2 separate regions of the Oryctolagus cuniculus genome follow, and region 2 is linked to region 1. The links are chromatin contacts, called in public Hi-C maps. All regions are on one chromosome and are shown on one strand. The core of a region is the stretch at or near the end of the contact, and the rest is flanking DNA. Distances in the headings are between cores, read along the strand shown.

Evidence for each region. A called contact is a pair of places that touch in the nucleus more often than the background predicts.
Region 2: a Hi-C map of psoas muscle shows a contact between it and region 1, with 3 times the contacts expected there. The contact joins the promoter of DDIT4L here to the enhancer-like site in region 1. A contact is called at or near these places in 2 of 6 Hi-C or Micro-C datasets (psoas muscle and skin fibroblasts).

The regions. Positions count from the first base shown.
Region 1 is chr8:65,048,763-65,051,299 of mOryCun1.1, forward strand. No RefSeq gene overlaps it. Among named protein-coding and RNA genes, the nearest start is that of DDIT4L, 90 kb to the right of the region's middle. Within about 2 kb of position 1,274, at least 2 of the 8 cell types and tissues checked have an H3K27ac peak or open chromatin away from gene starts, as enhancers often do.
Region 2 is chr8:65,138,471-65,141,007 of mOryCun1.1, forward strand. It overlaps DDIT4L (DNA damage inducible transcript 4 like), which reads left to right and starts at 1,272. Exons shown (of 3, transcript XM_002716952.5): 1 at 1,272-1,580; 2 at 1,856-1,995. The coding sequence starts at 1,905.

The DNA of each region.
Region 1 (2,537 bases), core at 24-2,523:
AGTTACTTCATCTCCATTTGCCTCAATTCCTCTTCTAGAAAACAGGAACATAAATGATCTCTATCTCAATAAGCTATTGTGAAGGATAATAGAATAATAAATGTAAAACACTCAGGAAAGCATTAATTGTTTATTGTAGCTATTAAAAAGACAAATAAGCCACATTGGGTAAACTCTGTTTTCAAATAATCCATATCAGGAAACAAATGAAACTTACAAGGAGCCTCCTAAAGACAATGCTTTAACCAACAGGGAAATTCTCTAAAAGGGCATATTTGAATCCATGGCGAGTGGTGGGTGAGATATATGTCATTAGAGAGCTTGTGAGTTCCATCAACCTCATTTGTCAAGACTCCCTCCTCTTTCTAAGCAGAGGGTTAAATCAAAGCCTGTAAGACTGGGCAAAGTATTTGCTAAAAGTAGTAATCATTGACTTACAAAGCCTCCACTCTACCACTTGGAAAATGGTAATACAATATCAAATGAGTGGGTTTAATGAGATCCATGCAATGTGTATAAATTGCCTAGCCTGTGGGCTGGTGTTGTAGCATAGTGGGTAAAGCCACTGATTGCAATGCTGGCATCCCATGTGGGCACTGGTTCATAGCCAGGCTGCTCCACTTCCAATTCAGCTCCCTGCTAAGAGCCTAGGAAGAAGCAGTGGAATATGGCCCAAGTGTTTGGGCCCCTGCCACTCATGTGGGAGATCTGGAAGGAGCTCCTGGCTTTGGCCTGGCCCAGCCCTAGCCCTTGCAGCCATTGGGGGGAGTGAACCAGCAAAAGGAAGATCTCTCTCTCTCTCTCTCTCTCTGTAACTCTGTCAAATAAATAAATAATTTTTTTTAAAAAAATGCCTCGTCTAGATAAAGACTTGCAGGGAGCTGGTGTTGGTAGTAGTGTCTCGTTATTTCCACTCAAGTAGTATATCCAACCTACCCACCCAGGCTACCTTCTAGCCTGGAAACACCTGGGCGCATTGAATAGCACTGAACGCTGTTCCCAAGGGTCCAGAGCACAGAGGGAAGGTGGCCCTGTAACCCGAGTGAGCCATGCAGCGATTGCATCTGGGAGGCAATCAAGAGTTACAGAGGTTGCTGGGAGCAGAGCAATGATTAACTCCATCTGGAGCGGGTGGGAGGTTTGTTGGGATTGCTTCCTGATCTCCTCATCTGCTCTGACTCAGAGGCTGGCCTTGCGGTCAGGAGCACTTCCAGGAGATCAGGAGAGCTCTGAAATTAATCTAGCATGCTGGCTCTGTTTGAGGTACACCTAAGCTGGCCCTGAGACATTCTAACCTCAAAGAAACTCAAACCGAATGTGTTATATTCCAGTTGGTAAGCTGACCCTCGGGCTGCCTGTGCTTCTCGGAAGTTCTCTAAACTGGAGACCTAGAGCCAGGATAAACCACTAGGTTTTCTTGGAATGCCCACTGCCCTTGCAATCACCTCTTATCTGCCTGCAGAAATTGTATACTTTGTTCAAGGCACAGTCTAAATCTCCTCTCACTCAAATTGCCTTCCAGTCCCCTGTCTGTTAATCTCCCCTGCATGTCCCTGATCCGTTCTCTTAAGGTCACACAATCCGTCATATGTTTCAGGTGCTAACTATTTATGTTGTCATAGGTTTCTTTCATGTGATCATTCAAGTTGTTATAATAGGAATAATAGGAATGTGTTCCTTTTTCATTTTCATTCTGCTTTATTTTCAATACTTGGTGCTCTACTCTCAATCCTAGATTCATGGGGAGGGTGGGAGAGGGGGAGATTAACTCAATGTCTGCTCCAGGCACTCACGGTGAGTGCCGCACGCCCTGTGCGAGTTGGCCTGATGATGCATATGCTTCCAGACTCTACAAACAAAGCTCTTGGAGCCCACAGGTCCGGGCTTGGGCACAAAGAACATTGAGATGGCCAGTCATTTAGGCAAATGATCAAGTCCAAAAGGATAACAGATACCCCAAATTTCCTACTGAGGATTTGTAGACAACTTTCAGGAACTGTTAGGACATTGAGCAACTGAGATTAAACAGCACCGTCTTCGTGGCATGTGGGTCTAGAGAAAAAAATCGGCTGTTAGAGTACAATGTGAAGCTACTTCCTTGCACACCTTAGCTTGTGAACGGAGACTCACCTCTACCTATTTTGCCATCAGTTCTTAGATTACACATTCGCTTTTCCATTGACAGGGTCGGTCCTGCATTCCTGTATTCCAGTTTAAATTCCTGCATTTGTGTTAAACTTTGGTGTCATTAAACGGAAGGCATTTTTTTAAAGAAAAGTCAAATCATTACAAAATTGGCTGTTGTTATTGAGAACGTATATGTCCTGCTGTGACATGGCCTCCATTCCATAGTCTGCAAAGAAGATTAAAAGGACAGCAATTAGGAGCCTCCTCAGAACCAGGCCCAGGCCTCAGCAACTGGAATCTGTATATCCTGGTGCTGCCGCAGCTTTCAGCCATTCTGCCTGGAGAGTCTCTTTGAAGTGTGTCCAAATGGGACTGCGAATCGCAGACACCAGCCGTGCCATGCTCTCCAC
Region 2 (2,537 bases), core at 22-2,521, 90 kb after region 1:
GCCCATCAGCCTCTGCTTCCCAAGCCGGCCTGACCTTCGGGCGGTGCAGCTGCCCAAGTCGGTTAAAAATGGACTGTCAAGCTGGTGTGTGTTTCTGTCGCTCTGCCCGCGAACGTCCTCCCACTGATCTGTTTATCACACTCTCCTTACCCCTTCTGTTGTTGTTTTTCTCACTAAGAGTTTTGAGCCTGGACAGCTGGGCCTGCTTTTCAAGGCCCTAACCTGCAGCTCCTGCTCCTGGCAATCCCGACGGGCCCCAGAAGCACCCCCTCCCTCCTGGCAGGCCCGCGGTTCCCTGCTCGGCCGCACCCCCACGGTCTAGGGGAATGCACGCTGCTACAGGTCCCCTCCTGCCGGCAAACCAAAGCACAAGAAAAAGAAAGCTTTGTAGCTTTGGAAGAAAAAAAGAAGTAGCTGGCTTCTTAGTTCCAGTAGATTGTCTCTTTCCAGGGCTGCTCTGGCCCTCTGTGGGCTCCGGTTCAGCTCGGTGCGTGAAGCCGCCCAGGGGTTATCCCGCATAGAGCACAAAACCCTTTTCTTTCCCCCCAAGCCCCTTTCAGATCGCCAAAGCCCAAGCTGCTTCCAGCAGGCTCCGCCAGGAACTTCAGCCTCCAGGGATGCAGTTGCTCCCGAGGACCTGGCGGGTGCAGGACGCGGCTCAGATCCCACTAACGGTTTTGTTGAGCTTCTTGGCAAACTCCCTGCGCTCTGGGGCCGGGCCCAAGGAGAAGAAGGCCAGACTCAAGTTTCCCGCGGAGAAAACGCATTCGTCACAGATGTAACGGCACGCAGGGTGCCGGGGAGGCCGCGCGTGCACGCGGGGATCAGGACCTCTTCCCAAAGCCCTGGAGAGCCCTCTAAGTGGAAAAAGAGGGCGAGCTCTGGGCGCGTGCGGGAGGGGACACCGTAACCCTTGGGGGGGGGGCGACCGGGTTGGAGGCCAAAACTGAGTGCGCGAAGGTGCGCGCTGAATGTGGGTTTAAACCAAGGGTTGGAGGTGACACTGCAAAGCTTCAGGTCATCGTAACATCACACACACACACACATACACACACACACACACACACAAACCATGCAATTGCAAAGAGCACGTATCTTAGCCAGGGCCGGGGCAGCTGAGAGCCGCACACTGGCGGAAGGGGTCTTATCAAAGGGTCCAGCTTAGTGGCCCAGGGGTGGCGGTCACCGTGCCCCGCGGTCTGCCCAGGAAACAGCAGGTGCGGGCCCAAGACCCAGGCTTATCTTCCACGCCCCGCCGCTTGCCCCGGGCCTCTGGAAGTGGCCAGGTTGAAATGCGACCCGACCCGGGGTGGCTGGGCGGGGCGCAGGCCGGGAGGGCGGTGCAGGTGGGCGGGCCGGAGCCCTGGGCAGGCAGCGGGACCTATAAAGCACTGCCTGCCCCACTGGCGGCGCTGCTTCGTGGAGCCTGCGCGGGGTGGGCGCGGGGCGAGCGGAGGCTGCTCGCGGCCCGGGTGCTCAGGGACTGCAGCGGAGCGGGGGCTCTTCGGGGCGTGCCTGCTGCGTCTGTGGACCTCACAGCCCTGCCGGAGAGCGCGTCGGCCCCCGCGAACCCCCGGCAGGTGAGCGCCGCCTTGGCCTTGGGAGGTGGCGGGGGAGGGGGAGAGCGGGGGGAGGGAGGATACCCGCGGGGCAAGTCACCTCCGAGTTTTGCTAACTTTGGAGTAAGTTGCAGGGTCTGACAGTAGCTGGCGTCCCCGCTCCCAGAGCTTTGGAAAGGAGTTGCAGCAGCCGGCTGCCCCTCCTTTGGAGAAGGGGTGCTGGACGCGGGGCGTTTTAGGAGCTCTGCACGTCTGGCCTGCTTTTGTAAATCTGTCCTCACCTCCTTTTCTCCCAGCACCTCGGAAAGGCCGTTCCTCCCCGCGAGGGAAACAGAGCCGTTGACTATGGTTGCAACCGGCAGTTTGAGCAGTAAGAACCCGGCCAGCATTTCAGAGTTGCTGGACCATGGCTACCACCCGGGGAGCCTGCTGAGTGGTGAGTTCCCGGATGCCCACTTCTCTCCCTTCCAGAAATCACAACTGCTCAATGTTTCTGATCCTGGGGCCTGCGACTTCACCTCCTTCTTCCATGGAAGAGGGCGCCCCCAAATTCTCTGGAAATCCCTTTCCAAACTTTTTAGCATCTGCCGTCCAAGACGGTGAGAAACAAAAGTAACCAAAATGAAGTCCCCGAGGGCAGCAGCATTCTAATCTGCAGCTAATGGGCTCTCGGGGATGAAGTTCCTTTCTTTACGTGGTTGTGAAGCTAAGTGTACAATTCTGTACGTTTTAACAAATGTATTCACCCTTGTACCCAACATCATAACCCCCTCTGCCAAAATTCCTATGAGCCTTTTAGCCATTACTGGGTCACTACTCATTAGTTTTGCCTTTAGTTTCCTATACACGGAATCCTACAATTTAAGTTCCTTTCTCTCTAGTTTCGCTCCCGTAGTCTAATGTTGCTGAGATCTGTCCATGATTTTCCATCAGTGTATCTTTTTTAGTTACTGAGTAGGATTCCACTTGTGGATATAC